Linked DNA regions of Pan troglodytes: region 1 is linked to region 2. A link is a contact called in public HiChIP or PLAC-seq data. All regions are on one chromosome and are shown on one strand. The core of a region is the stretch at or near the end of the contact, and the rest is flanking DNA. Distances in the headings are between cores, read along the strand shown.

Region 1 (5,560 bases), core at 814-3,313, 140 kb after region 2:
CCCAAGAACCCTGCAAGTTCTGGATTAGTATCTCTCTTAGACAGATGAGGAAATTGAGGCTCAGAGAAGTTATGGCTTACAAAAAGTCACACAGCTCTAAGGGGCACAGCCAGGATTTGAATACAACACTGAGCTAATTCCATTACTTGTTCTATGTAATGGAAAGACTTCTATGAGTCTCATGCTGCTGGCAGGCCAGAGACACTCAGCCTGCTCTCATGAGCAGAAACAAGACCGTAACAAAGTCCAGCACTACCAGCTCCAGAAAGTCACGTGCAAAAGAAAGGCATAGATGGAGGAGCTGAGCTGGGGAGAGGAAAAAGCACCAGACTAGGAGTTGGGAACGCGGGGTCTTAATCTCAGGCTGTGTCATGTATGTCCTGGAGAAACCCACTGCTTGAATGAAGCTCCTTTCTTCTGATTAAGAGAATGTGGTTTGGTTTCCCATCCTCACAGCATTCTAAGAGATTGGATGGGCATGGGGAGGGGGGACCACCAGCCTATTGTGGGCGCAGTGAGGAAACTGAGGCTCAGAATGATGATGTAACCTGTTTGATGTTACACTGTATCTATGTGGAAAAGCATAATTGGGAACTGATTTTTTTTGGAAGCTATCAAGCACCAGTCTTGTGCTAGCTGCTTTACCTCTTTTCTCTAATTTAATCCTATCAACTCTCCTAGGATTTTTACTTCCGCTTTATAGATTAGGAAACCCAGGGTCAGAGAGGTGCACTCTGTGACGGCCTCCCAGCAGCTGGCATTCAGCGGGGGTGGGATGGTGAAGACGCTGGTCTATCTCACTGTGCCCTGCCGCCTCCCAGAGTCTCACGCTGCAAATTCAGGGTTCCTTCTAGACAATGTGAGGCAGGGAATAAAGCATGGGATCTGGAACTAGAGTTCTGGCTTTGGATGGCTTACCCGCTCTGTAAGTTTTAGCAAGTTCCTCCTTGCTCAGCCTAAGTTTTCTCATCTGTAAAGTGCGAATGATAATACCCACCTCACTGGAGAGTTGCGAGGATCAAAAGAGAGAAAAGAATGGGAAGGTTATCCTAATTACCTCTCATTTCTGTCCAATGGCTCTTTCCAAAGGCAAAAAGCCTTTTCTTCTCCATCACACTCCTTACCTGTAGCCAGACATACCCGACTCCCTCCTAGGAACAGTAAGTCCTCCCCCAACCCAAAACACAGTGCCCTGCCCTCTCCCCCGCTGCCCTTGGTGCCCCTCCTCAGGTCCCTGGCAGCAGCCCTCTCTCAGTTCTGAGTCGTGCCGAGTTCCTCCGGTCCCCTGGCCCATACTGGTCCTCACGGAGTCTCCACCCCTCCGGCACAGGTGCTGCCTGGACGGCTGTCAGAAGAGCTTGGGGTCCAGGTCCTGGCGCTGTCCCGCACATTCCAGGGGCCTCATCCCTCCTCTGCCCACCCAGCCTCCCGGTCTACTTACGGGCTCGAGCGTGGGAGTCCAGGGGGAACCAGAGCAGCGCGAGTCCCAGCAAGGAGGAGAGGACCCTCACCTCGGGAACCATCCTTTCCCCAGGGTCAGGCCGCTGGTCCGGGAGCGGAGTCGGGAGGAAGGGAGACGAAAAGGACACGGAGGCACAGGGGCCACAGATCAACCCACAGACCCCAGGAGGTCTGCTGCTAGAGCGGGGTCGGAGAAGGGCCAGGAAGCAGCGGTGGGCAGGAAAGGAGGGCAGGAAGGGAGGTCTAAGGTGGGAAGAAGAGAAAGGTGGAAAGAGAACGCGGGGAAAGGAGGGAGAGATGGAGAGACGAAGGAAGGTCCAGCAGAAGGGAGAGGCGATCAAAGAAAGGGGGAAGGTGAGAGGGAGAGGAGGAGAAAGCAGGGAGAGGACCGGCGTCTGCCGAGCGCGCAGCGCCGGGCGAGGCGCGCGGGACCAGCGGGTGTTGCGGGCGCGCGGGCTAGAGGCGGCCGGCGCCCCCTGCTCGGTGGGCTCGGGGTCGGGCCGCGGGGGCCTGGAGCCCGGCGGGGCGGCGGTCCCAGCAGCGGCGGCGGCGCGGCGGCCGCGGAGGGAGGCTGAGCGCGGGCCGGCTGTGCTCGCCAAGGGCTCCAGGCGCCGCGCTCGGGCGCATTTGTACTTTGCCGCGGGAAGCAGGCAGCCCGGCCTGGCGCTGGCCTAGCGCTGGCGCCTCCTCTGGGGCACCGCGGGCTCGGTGGATTGGCCACCCGAGAAACAGGCCCACTTTTTCCCCTCCTCTCTTGTGCGGGTCTCCGGGACGGACGCTCCAGGCGCGGCGCCGAGTGGAGGCGAGGGGGCTGCGGAGGGGGAAGGGGCCACGCGGGCCACGGGGTTTAACCCCTGACTCCCCGCGACGCCAAGAATGCAGGAGGGCAGAGTTGAGGGAGACCTCAGGTGGAACTTTCAGGTGGGGAAGGCTGAGCTGTCGGGGCTGCGGGTACCGGGAAGGCTCAGGGTAAGGCGCTCGGCGGTGCGTGCCCGGAACTCGGCAGATGGATGGAATCAGAACACTGGCGTTCTTAATTCAGTTTGTGGTCTACAGCACGCCACCAGAGAGTCTGTTTTCCCAGCTTTAAAATGGGCATTTTAAGATCTTAAAATATCTCTACTATCTTCCCACGAGTGTTGCTAAGATGAAATAAGGTAATGAACGTCGAAGCACTCACCCCACAAAGAGAAGGGGCCCTAATTCCAGGTGCCTACAATACCAGTGGCCCCTGTCCCCACTCCGTCTGCCCATGCGCCATTCTCAGGAAAGTCAGCCCATAGGGATCCTGTGCCTTCCCCTGGAGGTCTTCCTCTGCTCCCCCCTCCCACTCCCGAATCAAGGCAAGATCTCTCCTTTGCCTTTGCAGGTGAGGCCTGCACTTCTCTGGGAGTGATGGTCACCTTCAGTCATCTTTAGGGAGAGCTGATTGTCAAAGAGTTTTCTTTCCCACCAGAAGGGGAGCTCCCTGAGGACAGGGCCCTGACACCCTCCAGCCCTCAAATGGTGCTCCATCTCTTGTGTTGAATGAACACATGCACTAATAGGACACTAAGAAGAGAATAGCCAGCTCTGGCCAGACCAGCAACACACAAGCTCTGAAATCAAAAGGGCAGTCACTGTCCTGGCTCCATCCGTAACTTGTTGGGCCACTTTGAGTAAATACATCTATCCTTGCTTTGGACCTCAACTTTCTGCCCAGCTTCTCTTGAAGAGCTAATGGAGACTCCAAAGAGTGCCAGAGGAGTATGAGGTGGGAAGGGATGTTGAGCCATATCCCACTCTGGTAGGGAATCATATTTCCGGGTTTAAACACTTGGCTGGCTGGCTGTAAAGGTATCTTTCTGGGCCAAGGCTGGGCTCCCCATTGCACTGTGCTTTCAGGGTATTACCCCCAAGATCTCCACCCTCCAAAAGAGAGCAGTAGGAGGAACCAGTGATCCCCAAACCAGCCCTTCCTAGGGCTCTCAGGATCAGGGACAAACATGATCTGTCCAGTACCCTTCAGGCTTAACTTCTACTCTAATCTGGCCAGTCTCTTCCTTTCCCCTGAGTATTCTTTATTTTAACAGATAGTGCAAGCTTATGCATGTCACCATGCTTCCCTTTTTGCCTTTGCTTCCAGGGATCTCAGAGTTAAATCCTGTGCTGCTTAATTGCATAAACAATCTCATCCCAAGGGTTTGGGACAGTGATCTTTTCCTTTCTCTATCTTTGTTTAAAATGTGCTGTGCACATATATTCATGTCTTAGATGTAAGAAGTGGATTAAGATGGGTTCCCCTACATCCTGCCCATCATACTTCAAAAAAGGCCTCCACCATCTCAGCCCTCCTGTCCATCTCTATTATCCCCAGAGTTGAGGCCATCTTCATTCCTTTTTTTTTTTTTTGAGATGGAGTTTTGCTCTTGTCGCCCAGACTGGAGTGCAGTGGCGTGATCTTGGCTCACTGCAACCTCTGCCTCTGGGTTCAAGCGATTCTTCTGCCTCAGCCTCCCAAGTGGCTGGGATTACAGGCATGCACCACCTATAATTTTTGTATTTTTAGTAGAGATGGGGTTTCGCCATGTTGGCCAAGCTGGTCTTGAACTCCTGACCTCAGCTGATCCACTCACCTCAGCCTCCCAAAGTGCTGGGATTACAAGCATGAGCCACCGCACCCGGCCATCTTCATTCCTTACTTGAACTTTCCCAACAGCCTCTTAACAGGTCTCCTCCCCCTAATCTGGATCTCTCCTATCTATTTTCCTCACACCTGCCTTGAGAACTATGCTGATCATTTCTACTGACAAATCTGATCACATCACTTTCCCACATAAAACCTATTATTCACTTCCTATCATTTATAGGTTAAAATCTAAAATTTTCAGCACTGAATTGAACACCAAGCATATTTTAGTTCCAGTCTACCATTGCCACCTACCCTACACTTTGGCCAACCGCTCACCTCCCCAAACTGACCATGTGTCGTCGCACCTCCATATCCTCACACATGTTTTCCTTCTGCCTGGACTCTCTCTTCCTCCATCTAGTGAATCCCATTTAACTTTCCAAAGGTCAGTTGAGTCACCTCCACTCCAAGGTCTTCCCTGAGACCCCCAGGCAAAGTCAATGTTTAGTCTTTGTGTTTCCCATAGCACTTTGAATTGTAGCTGTTGGAGTGTAAGTATTTATTTGCATTTTTACCCTGCACTGTGAGTGCAGGTGCCTTTTGAAATTTATATCTGTAATTCGAGCATTTAGCAAAGTCCTTGACACACAGATACTGAATAAATAATTGCTACATGAGTGAGTGAAGACCTCAGTGATTGGAAAAGCCTTCAGCCCACTATTGGCCTCAGCTTTAGTCAATGATTGACATAAGAAACAAACACTTGAAAGTTTCTGTGTCAGGCCGGGCCCAGTGGCTCACACCTGTAATCCCAGCACTTTGGGAGGCTGAGGTGGGAAGATTGCTTGAGCCTAGGAGTTTAAGACCAGCCTGGGCGACAAAGTGAGACCCCCCCCAACTTCATCTCTACAAAAAGTAAAAAAGATAGCTGGGCATAGTGGCACGCACCTGTAGTCCTAGCTACTCTGAAGGCTGAGGCAGGAGGATCGCTTGAGCCCAGGAGGTTGAGGCTGCAGTGAGCCGTGTTTGCACCACTGCACTCCAGAGCAAGACTCTGTCTCAAAAAGAAAAAAAGAAAGAAAGAAAGTCTTTGTGTCTTCTGTAGAATTACTATTGAAGAGAGTTGTCTATACATTATTTAATATCCTTTTAAAAAGGAGACTGAATAAATTCTTCCAAAATCTAGTCAGGAAAAAAAAATGCATCTCCCCCTAGCAATTTGTTGCACCAAGAGTTTATCTGGCATCTGCTTGCTTCCTTCATAGCGAACTTGCTCATTGCCTGCCAAGGCAGCCCATTCCACTGTTGGACAGCTCTGTTAGAAAGTTCTTTATATTAAACTGAAATCTGATTCTCTGTGACTGCCTGTGTTGCCCCTCACTCTGTCCCCAGGGTTATACAGAACAAGCCAAGTCCTTTTGTCTTTTGAGAGCTCTCTAGAGATTTGGGGCAGAGAACCCCTCTTCCATACCTTCACCTTTACCAGTC
Region 2 (5,539 bases), core at 192-2,691:
TCGCCATGTTGGCCAGGCTGGTCTCGAACTCCTGACCTCAGGTGATCTGCCTGCCTCGGCCTCCCAAAGTGCTGGGATTACAGGTGTGAGCCACTGCGCCGAGCCATTTTATTTTATTTTTAGACGGAGTCTCCCTCTGTTTCCCAAGCTGAAGTGCAGTGGCATGATCTCGGCTCACTGCAACCTCCACCTCCTGGATTCAAGACATTCTCATGCCTCAGCCCTGGGAGTAACTGGGACTATAGGCACGTGCCACCACGCCCGGCTAATTTTTATATTTTTAGTAGAGACAGGGTTTCACTATGTGGGCCTGGCAGGTCTCGAACTCCTGACCTCAGGTGATTCATCCCCCTAGGCCTCCCAAAGTGCTGGGATTACAGGCGTTAGCCACCGCGCCCGGTCTGCTACCCTATTTTAAACCACCACTATCTTTCACTTAAAAATCTCAGAATATAAGTTACATGTGAACAGGCTCGGTTTATTATTGCTCATAGCTGCAGCCCCAGCACCTCAACACTCAGAATAGTATCTGGCCTTTCTCAGGATTTTGCTATGCTTTGAATGAATGCATGTCGCGACAAGCCTTTGAAGTAGGTACTGTTATTATTCCCATTTTATAGATAAGGAAATAGGCTCCTAGTGGCTAAAGAATTACCTAAGTTTACACAACAAACAGCAAAACCAGGATTCAAACCCAGTAAGTCTGACTCTAGAGCCCACTCTCTTACGCACTACACCTGCGATACTGAACTGCACCGGCTTATGCTTAAGTCAATTATTAAAGATTTTTGCGGGGGTGATACTAGGAGAAATTTGAGTTGAAATTCCCCAACCTGATAACTTTCCTCCAAGTTTTCCTGAGAACACAGCTCAAGCGCCTCTTCACAGTCTCCTAGGCACAACGATTTGGTTTCTCCCGTCTCTCTCATCCGCCTCTTCTCCTAACAATCCAGAGATAATGAACTCTTTTCCAGCAAATTCTCCTGCTTCTATCCGAAACACTCAGCCTCTCCTCAACCCCTCTGGAAAAACCTTCCCTAATTTCTCAACTCTGAGGGATTATAACAGGCAGTACTTTTCCCCAGTTGGCAGCACTACTAAAATTATTGTTTTCAATAGTCTCCCCTTTATCCTGGCTTTCCCGGGTTTCATCACGCGCAGCCAACCTCGGTAGGGAAATATTATACCCAATGACATCTGTTGAGAGACCATATTCACTAATGTTTATTACAGTATAATAATAATTGTTCTATTTTATCGTTAGTTATTTTTGTTAATCTCTTACTGTGCCTAATTTATAAATTAAACTTTATCATAGGTACGTAGGTATAGGAAAAAACCAGCCAGGAGGCTCCGCACTTCGGTGTTTTCTACTAGCTCTGCCTACCTCCGTCTGCGCCGTCTCCCTGACTAGTTTGACCCTTCGAGGGCCGCCGTAGTGCGTCGCCTCCGTTGCCGGGGAAACGACCCGGGACCTGGGAGGGAGCAAAGACGTTTCCCGCCGGCGGGAGCTGTGGCTGTGATTGAGAGAGGGGTTAGAGGCGGGTCCCAGCGCTGCCGCACCATGGCGGACCAGCTTTATCTGGAAAATATAGACGAGTTCGTCACGGACCAAAACAAGATCGTGAGCAGCTACTACTGGGGAACGCGGGCGTGCGACCGGGGTCCTGGGCCCGGCTAGGGCGGCGGGAGCCTTGACCCCCTGTCTGCTTGTGGCTTCGTGGGGACCAGGGGAGACAGGTCCCCACGAGGGGACCTGGGCGAGCTCTGTGCCCCAGAGCGAGCAAGGACTCGTCGGGAAGGTCCTCCGGCACACACGGAAGTCCGCGTCCCTTGGGTGGGCGTGCTGGGAACAGAGCCTGGGGCTGGAGCCGCGGAGACCGGGCGCGAAGGGAGGGCCGTTGGCTGAGAGTTCTAAGGCGTCCCTACACTTTTCTTTTAAGGTGGTTGGCGTTTAAAGTTTTAAGTTTACAGTTGAGGAAATCGTGTCTTAACTGTGTTAAGTTACAAGTTGCGTAACCTCCAGATACTGTTTCCTCTTCCTGGAAATTTAAGCATTGGTAGAGGTTTGATCGCTTCACACGGGTGAGGAAAAAATCGAGCGAATTGATGGATGTGAGTGCACTTTGCAAACCGTGATGATTGAGTGCCTGCTGTGTGCCAAGGCACTTTAATCTTTACAGTGACCTCCCCGCACCCCATCCCAGGTCGGTGGTGGTATCCCGAGATGAGGAAATTGAAGCTGAGGGGCCAAATAACTTGTTTATTTGCGGTTGGTAAGGGATAGGCAGTTTTTCAACCTAGGTCTGTCTTCTTACTAATGCTTTCTTCTACATCACACTGCCTTTGCCTAACCTGTGCAAGTCTTCTAACTATTGGAAGCTTGACATTTGGAATTGGAAGAGACTTTGAGAGAAGAGAGTGCAGGCATCCTGGGTCTAGGAGGGATGAAGGCTTGATGCTGGTAGTTCCCAATCTAATCTCTTATAAAAATATTTACCCACTTTTTTCGTTTCCTGACCCCTGCACCACCTGTGCCCTTTAATGTTTGCATGGGTGCAACTTTCTTTAGAAGTTTCTGAGACATCACACTTCAAAGTCATCTAGCTTCTGAAAGAGTTTTAGGATGGCTTTGGCTGGTGGCCCCCAAAAAAAACATCATGAGGAAAGGGCTTGAGTAAAACAAGGAATGTGAGGAAAATGAGAGTTTTTTCTGTTAGGTATGTTCAGCTTGTCTTTTTAGATTACTTTTCATTAGTTCATGAAACAAACTTCTTAGCATTTTTAAGATAAATAGGTCCTGCCTACCCAGATAGATAGTTCTTGGCAAAACTGCAGTGGCATTTATTGTAATTTATAAGGCATAATCATCTAAGAATAGGAATCTTTAGCAACAGACCCTCGGGACTGATGTGCACTCTGGAGTCATCTAATAAAACATTTGAAAAATTTTTTCTTGTTACAGGTGACATACAAATGGCTGAGCTATACACTAGGGGTTCATGTTAACCAGGCCAAACAGTAAGTCCAATTTACTACCAATTTTAATCATATTGGAATTTTTTGTTGTTGTTATGCTTTGCTTTTAACTCTACAGATAGCCTATATAGATTAGAGCTAATTTGGTTTGCTGGCAATCATTGGCATTTCTTGGCTTGTAACTGCGTAATTCCAATCTCTGCCTTCATTGTCATGGCATTCTCCCTGTATATCTGTATCTTTGCATGTCCATCTTATATGAACACCAGTCATACTGAATTACGAATCCACCCTACTCCAATATGACCTTGTCTTAACTAATTACATGTGCTATAATTCTATTTCTAAATAAGGTCACATTTTAAGGTATTGGGGGTTAGGGCTTTAACATTACCTTTTTGGAGACATGATTCAGTCTGTAATATGGATACAACAAGTTTTGTTTATTCATCATTAATGGACATTTGGGTTATTTCCATATTTTGACTGCTATGAATGATGCTGTTATGAACATTCATGTATAAAACATTCATGTATAAGTGTTTATATGAACATATATTTTCAGTTATCTTGGGTATAGTGTTAGTCCATTCTCATGCTGCTATGAAGACACACCTGAGATTGAATTTATAAAGACGAGGTTTAATTGACTCACAGTTCCGCATGGCTGGGGAGGCCTCAGGAGACTTGGCGGAAGGCATCTCTTCACAGGGTGGCCCTTGTAAAACCATCAGATCTCGTGAGAACTCACTATCCTGAGAAGAGCATGGGGAAACTGCCCCCATAATTCAGTTATCTCCACCTGGTCCGTCTTTGACATGTGGGGATTATTACAATTCAAGTTGAGATTTGGGTGGGGACACAGCCAAACTAGGATTGGAATTGCTGGGTCATGAGATAATTCTGTATTTAACATTTTGAGGAACTGACAAACTATTTTTCAAAATGGCTGCACTGTCTTACAGTCCTAACAGTATATGAGTATTTCAGTTTCTCCACATTCTGGTCAACACTATCACTTTTTTTTCCCTCAGACTTCTCATGGATGAACTCTTTTTTTTTTTTTTTTTTTTTGAGATGGGGTTTCACTATGTTGCCCAGGCTGGATTTGAACTCAAGGATCCTCCCGCCTCAGCCTACCAACTAGCTCTACAGGTGTACATCACCACACCTGGCAAAAACTTTTTATTATGTCTTATTTTAACCATCCTAGTGGATGTGAAGTGGTGTCTCATAAATTATGTTGATTTGCATTTTCCTAATGACTAATGTTGCTGAATATCTTTTCATATGCTGCTTGGCCATATCTTTGGAGAAATAGATATTCAAACTTTTGCCCATTTTTGTCATTGGGTATTTTTGGTTGTTGTTGAGTTTTAAGAGTTCTTTATATATTCTGAATACAAGACCCTGATTGAAAAATTATTTGCAAAAATTTTCTCCCATTCTGTGGATTGTCTTTGTACTTTCTTGATGGTGTGCTTTGAAGCACAGACATTTTTTGTTGTTGTTGTTGTTTGAGACAGGATGTCACTCTGTTGCCCAAGCTGGAGTGCAGTGGTGTGATCTCAGCCCACTGCAGCCTTGACTTCCCTGGGCTCAGGTGATTTTCCCACCTCAGCCTCCCGAGTAGCCGGGACTACAGGTGCGTGCCACCACACTCAGCTAATTTTTAAATTTTTTGTAGAGATGGAGTCTTGCCATGTTTCCCAGGCTGGTCCCAGGCTGGTCTTGAATTCCCAGGCTCAAGCCCCTGCCTTGGCCTCCCAAAGTGCTAGGATTACAGACATAAGCCACCATGCCTGGCCCATGGAAGTTTTTATTGCTGATGAAGTCCAATTTATTTATTTTTCCTTTTGTTGCTTATGCTTTTTTAAGTTTAAATTTTAAAATGATTAATTTTTTTAAATCTTATTATTATTATTTTTTTAATTAGAGATGAGATCTTGCTGTGTTGTCCAGGCTGGTCTCAAACTCCTGACCTCAAGTGATCCTCCCACCTTGGCCTCCCAAAATGCTGGGATTACAGATATGAGCCACTGTGCCCGGCCTAAGAAGATTTTTTTTTTCTTTTTTTTTTTTTGAGGCAGAAGCCTTGCTCTGTCGCCCAGGCTGGAGTCCAATGGCGTGATCTCGGCTCACTGCAACCTCTGCCTCCCTGGTTCAAGCTATTCTACTGCCTCAACCTCCGAGGTAGCTGGGACTACAGGCATGTGCCACCACACCTGGCTAATTTTATTGTATTTTTAGTAGAGTTGGGGTTTCACCATGCTGGCCAGGCTGGTCTCGAACTCCTGACCTCAAGTGATCTGCCCGCCTCGGCCTCCTAAAGTGCTGGGATTGCAGACGTGAGCCATCATGCCCAGCCAAGATATTTTAAATTGAGAAAGTTGTATGTATTTATTGTGTACAACATTACGTTTTGAAGTATATATACACTGTGGAATAGTTAAATCTAGCTAATAAATGTATTACATCACACAGTTATTTTGGTGGTGAAAACATTTAATGTCTACCATCTTTGCATTTTTCAAGAATATAATATATCATCACTAACTAT

The links. HiChIP or PLAC-seq counts read pairs in DNA pulled down with a chosen protein or histone mark.
Region 1: an H3K4me3 HiChIP or PLAC-seq map of stem cell-derived excitatory neurons shows a contact between it and region 2, with 5 times the contacts expected there. The contact joins the promoter of CHRDL2 here to the promoter of POLD3 in region 2. A contact is called at or near these places in 1 of 7 Hi-C or Micro-C datasets (blood) and 1 of 1 datasets of contacts at active chromatin or transcription factors (stem cell-derived excitatory neurons).

Annotation. Positions count from the first base shown.
Region 1 is chr9:76,766,933-76,772,492 of NHGRI_mPanTro3-v2.0_pri, forward strand. It overlaps CHRDL2 (chordin like 2), which reads right to left and starts at 2,064. Exons shown (of 11, transcript XM_009423759.4): 1 at 1,442-2,064. The coding sequence starts at 1,523.
Region 2 is chr9:76,628,731-76,634,269 of NHGRI_mPanTro3-v2.0_pri, forward strand. It overlaps POLD3 (DNA polymerase delta 3, accessory subunit), which reads left to right and starts at 1,442. Exons shown (of 12, transcript XM_508641.7): 1 at 1,442-1,624; 2 at 2,966-3,021. The coding sequence starts at 1,565.